Regions from separate parts of the Astyanax mexicanus genome. Here region 1 is linked to region 2. A link is a contact called in public Hi-C data. All regions are on one chromosome and are shown on one strand. Each heading gives the region's core, a stretch centred on a gene start, on an enhancer-like site or on the middle of the called end of the contact. The rest is flanking DNA. Distances are from core to core; before and after follow the strand shown. Region 1 overlaps vwa8 (von Willebrand factor A domain containing 8). Region 2 holds the start of rgcc (regulator of cell cycle).

Region 1 (2,770 bases), core at 58-2,557, 44 kb before region 2:
TTCACCTCCACCATGCTGTCCAATGCCTGAGCAGCCCCATCTGAAATACTGCCACCCATACTCCACTCTGGATCTGGGTGGGCGTTCTCCTGACCTGTACTGACGTCAAGGCCTCTCCAGCACTACACGTTCCAGTTTCTGCCACACAACTGTTTATATCTGCAGGGGAGGCTATGATGGTTGGGTTGGCACATTTAAAATTTTAACTGTTAATTTTGAACTGCTTAAACTGTAGCCGCATAAGGCATATTATCCAGTAACATCCTGAAGTAAAAAAAAGAGGTTTAGTCAAGACTGTTCAATGATTCAATAATTTATTGATGTGTTATATTAATTTACTGCTGTTGCTGTTAGTTTACTGTTGTTGTTTTTGATAATTTGCTGCTGTTAATACATTGAATTAATCTGGACTGTTAATGTGTTCATTCTTTTCATTTGTTTGGTCTATCAATCTAAAACACAGCATTCATATCCAACTGTAATGTCTGACCTTTCACCCTGTTATAAGAGATCAGTATTGCGCAAGCCCTGGTGTTTATCTGGGCTTTCCCAGGAGCCTCTCCTCACCTCGTGATTGCAAAGTGGACACATCCTGTGAGGGAGAGGCTGAGGGAGAGAAACATCCCACCCCTCCTTCAGTCACCCACCCCTGAGTATGTCCCATAAAGCTCTCCTTCTCATCTAGAGAAACAAGAACCTCAAGTGCAATTTTACACCACGTTCCTGAGCCACGCCACCTCCAGTGTCCAGCAACGTGCTAGCTTCAGTGCACCTCATCATCTTATCATCTTTCACACCATGAGAAGGAAGTGATTGACAGCGTGAGGCATGAGTCTCTTATGATCTGCCTGCCATGAATACTTTACTTGGCGCTTGGCGTCGGTGCAGGATTGGAAACAGCAGTTCACGTTAAAGGGAAAAGCAGCAGCAGCTCACTCACTTCACTAGCCAGATAAAGTGTGTGTTGTTTTGGCAGACAGAGCTGAGGGTATTTTTACCTCTCTGGATTACATCCCTCTGCATGTCCTGTTTTTTTAATGAACTTGAGCGAGCTTTTTTTTTTTTTTTTAAACCCCTCCACTTCCTGTCTCCTCTGACCTGTTGGCTTTAGCGGTCGGCAGTAGCGGCGCAGATTGGAATGTTGCCACCCTGACCCTTGGCATTCCCCACATGACTGCATGCACTACTTCATTGCCGCCTGCGTAGGTCCCGCAGTCCCCTCCTCCCCGGCCCAGAAATCCTCGGCTCTTTCGGGATGCGTGTGTGTTTCCTGTGCGTCCTGTGCTCAGTGTATGTCAACAGAGCGGCCCTTTTCCTTCCTGCGCTGCTGCTGGATGCTCTGAAGCCCCAGCCGGGCCTCCACGCACCTCTCCACATTTCTTCTTCAGGAGGGCCACAGGATTCCAACTCTTAGGCTCCGGCTGCACCACAGTGGTCGGGTGTTGCTGGGGAGAAAGTAGGATTGTAATTTATAGGTGCTGGCCAAGTAGTTGCTGTGGAGAGAGAATGAGAGAGAGACAGAAAGAGAGAGAGAGAGACAGCAGGTGGCAGGAACAGGGAGTGTGTGTGTGTGTGTGTGTGTGTGTGTGTGTGTGATGGAGGAAAAAGATGGATTTGGCTGCTGGTCACGTGTGTTTTCATACAAAACAGTGGGTTGTGTGTAGTGGAGCAGCTCTGCAGTGCATTTAAGGGCAAAAACCCAAAGAGGAAGAGAAGGAAAATGTTTGTTAGTGTGTGTGTGTGTGTGTGTGTGTGTGTGTGTGTGTACAAACATCTGTGGATAAGCCACTACACTTGCCAAACGCAAGCTGAATTCATTAGTCACTATTCTAAGACTACCACTGTTCATACTTCATAGTAACTGCATAGATTGGTTTAACTCTATACAATGCATTACATTCTTCAAGATCCACTCAGATGTTTCCAGAGATTGTTTCATGGATGTATGATGTGCTTACGTACATGGTCATATCCTGTGATTGTAAAATGGTCTGTTAATAGAGATTAAATCAACTGTCTACTGAGAATTTTAAAAAAAAGAGATCAAATAAAGCTTCACAATAAGCACTGTTGTCTTCACTTGACCTCTGGGAATTAAAAGGAAAAGGTGGGAAATATGACTGGAGCTGCATTCTATACCTTTTCATCTTTAGCAGCGCCCTGCTGACTGTGTTATGTTTGATATTTGAAGCACAACCAGTATTTTTCCTCTACAGTTTTTTAGTATCAGTGAAACTAGGAAGAAATGCCAGCAGGGACAAACCAAAAGTAGCAGGTACAAGTTTATTTTTACACTTACATTAATATTTGAAACAAAATAAAACATTCAGCATCACCTTTCACGCTTGGTATCAGTTAACTTACTGTATTTTTTGCACTATAAGGTGTGCACATTTTACCAGTCAGGTTGTAAGAAGCAGTTTCAGTTTAGTTCTCCAGCAGTATTAGCATTAGCTGCTAACCGCACTAAGTGCTAGCTCTTTGGCTGTCCAGAGGGTGAGTATTATCGGGCTGTAGCCTGCTGCTAACCCTGGCTAGCACTGGTGAAACAACGTTAGCATTAGCCGCTAACCACAGTGCTAGCTCTTTTGCTGTTCAGAGGTGAGTATGTCAGACTGTAACCTGGACATTTACCATGTTAAAAGAAGCTACGTGGGACAAACCGCTAGTTAATATCGTCCTGGCTCAACAGAACCCTCAGGGTTCTTCAGTGTAGCTCTGTCAGGTGGCATTAGCCGCTAACCGATTTAGTGGAAATCTGCAAATCTAA
Region 2 (2,700 bases), core at 113-2,612:
GTGAAGAAGAAATGGGGTTACAAATAGAATTTCATATAATATAGTTTTATTTCTATTCCCCCCCCCCCCCCCCCCCCCCATTTTCTCACCAATTTACACAGCCAATTACCCAACCCACTCATTAGGACTCCCCCTATCACTAGTGATGCCTCAACACCAGGAGGGTAAAGACTAGCATATGCCTCCTCTGATACATGTGAAGTCAGCCACCACCTCTTTTAGAACTGCTGCTGATGCAGCATTGCTAAGTAGCATCACAGCGCTCGGAGGAAAGCGCAGCGACTCGGTTCTGATACATCAGCTCACAGACGCCTTGTGCTGAGCGACATCACCCTTTGGAGTGATGTGGGGAAAGGTAGCTGATGCAAATAGAATTTCAAGAAAAATGAAAAGGCAAATCTTCTCTCAATTTTCAGATTTCTCAGATTTTGTGTCTTGTAACACAAATCTGATGTTATAACCCAACTTGCAAAATGCAAAAATGGAAAAATCAGAAAATAAAGAAAATAAATTTTCCTGAAATTACAATTGTGAGGGGCTGAAAAAACTAAAATTGGAAAAATGGATAACCACTTACTTCTTGTACACTGCACTACATTAAAAAATGAGTTTTTACTTCTCGAACAGTCAGAAGATTATATTAATAAGCGTTAAGTTACACTGACCAGAAAACGTTCTACCAACTAAAAATGTGTTAGCTGGGTAGGTTAGTGAATATGAAGCACAACAGCAAGAGCAGCAGCAGCTTTCTAAGCCTCCTCACAGTCTCCAGTACAGTTAGTTCTTTTTTACTGCTAATCTTATCAGTGATATCACTGCATGTATAATCCTCTCAGGATGAGTGTGTGACTATCTGTGAGTAACTCAGCAGCACTCACTCTCTGAGTCGCTGATGCCGCTGTCACTGACGCTGGCGCTGCTCCTCCTCTTCATGGTCTTGAGGTGCTCGTCGTATCTGAAGTGTCTCTTCTCGATGGGGGAGGTGAAGTCCTCGATAACGGCGTCGAACTCGCACAGCACGGCGTTCAGGTCATCGTCCTCCTCCAGAAAGGCTGGAAACAACAGCAAGAACAAAGTTTAACACTTCAGTATACCTTAAACTGAACTAAATATATGTATGATAAACTAAACCTGTACAGGTCCTAAAGCTCCACCACGAGGGTGGAGAAGTGCCCTACAGCTCACTACTGAACTCACACTTGCTCTGAGACTTCATCTTTGGAGACTTCATGCTGGGTCAGGTAGCTGCTGTCTATCCCAGAACTATTCCAAAATAATGATCCAAATCAGTAAAAGTGTCGCTCGTGCCCCCGCGCGCTCTCCGCTCTGAGCTCTATACGCACTCCTGCTGCAGTAAAAGCAGCCTGAGCGCTTTTAAATCTTCCCCGCCTCCCGCCGGTGGGCGTGGCCCGAGGCGGAGGCGTGGGGAACGTGAGGTAAACTTCAGCCCCGCAGCCGGTTTTAGCTCCTTCTTCACACAGCGTGCCGTCATTTCTCCTCTGAGTGTGAGTAAACTGAATAAACATGCAGCCCGTAACATACAGTTCCTCTTTATTTATAATCAGGAGTCCACCCTGCCCTCACATACCTTACACATTAACACGAGGTACAGTCATCATCATTCACACAGAGGAAATAAATATATTTATATGTATTTGTGTATTAATAGACAAATATATACACATATTTTATTCCCTGTCTTTATTTTAAAACTTTTGACTTATGTAAACATTGTGTAATATTGTTAGAATTTCTTTGCTACTGTGTTTGCCTTTTCTATACCTTGGGCTACAGTAATATGTGAAATTTGCCCTGGGATTAATAGTGTCTTATAAAATACATTTGGACACATCTTAAATTCAGTGCCTTGTAAACATCTGCATAGTAGATTAATACTTAAGTCATCCAAACTATAAAACAAAACATTTGGATTTATTTACTAAACAAAAACGTGTTAAACAAACCAGAACCTGTTTTAAATTTTAGATTTTTTGGCTGAATTTTCTACGTCATCTTTATGAGGTAGAGCCACCTGGAAAGGCTTTCAGTTAACAGCTGTGCTGAACTGGTCAAAAGTAAATTACTTGAATTTCTTGCCTTTTAATGTGTTTGAGAGCATCAGTTATAACTTAGTCATGGTATACGCAGTGAATAGCCTGATTGAGTAATGTTCTAATCCATATTATAGCAAGAATTACTCAACTAAGTAAAAAAATATATATAAGAATGAAGGTCAGTTTATCCAAAAAATTTCAAGGACTTTGAAATATCCTCAAGTGCAGTCGCAAAGACTATTAAAAGCTTTACGATAAAACTGGCTCTCATCAGCACCGCCTCAGAAAGGTTTACTACATGATTCTTTGTGTGTTCCTTCATAACAAACATTGAATGAGAAGGTATATAATCTAAATGTATGCCCATATATATTTTTTCATTTAAGGGAGGGAGGGACATAAGTTTTAAGTGGGAACTCCGGGACCACATTAACTCAATAACATTTATATAAAAAATGAGAAAAAATATATTTTTTAGTCCATACTAAAGGGCTGTTCATTCGTTATTTTTTCCAACAGTGTGGGTTAATCTGAATAGAAAACCAATATAATAAAATATATTGCTGTTCTACAGACTCTGTTTAGCCTACAGCGCGAGAAGCCTCTCCTCTATAATAGTGAGTTTGTAGGGACACCTGCTGGTTTG

What was found. Hi-C and Micro-C count contacts between places; a contact is called where the count stands out from the background.
Region 1: a Hi-C map of muscle shows a contact between it and region 2, with 5 times the contacts expected there. The contact joins the enhancer-like site here to the promoter of rgcc in region 2. A contact is called at or near these places in 3 of 3 Hi-C or Micro-C datasets (blood and muscle).

What each region holds. Positions count from the first base shown.
Region 1 is chr11:27,817,023-27,819,792 of AstMex3_surface, reverse strand. It overlaps vwa8 (von Willebrand factor A domain containing 8), which reads left to right. Exons shown (of 45, transcript XM_022668571.2): 45 at 1-2,039. The coding sequence ends at 30. Among protein-coding and RNA genes, the nearest start is that of rgcc, 44 kb to the right of the region's middle. Within about 2 kb of position 1,307, the one cell type or tissue checked has an H3K27ac peak away from gene starts, as active enhancers do.
Region 2 is chr11:27,773,223-27,775,922 of AstMex3_surface, reverse strand. It overlaps rgcc (regulator of cell cycle), which reads right to left and starts at 1,362. Exons shown (of 5, transcript XM_007251701.4): 1 at 1,198-1,362; 2 at 879-1,052. The coding sequence starts at 1,231.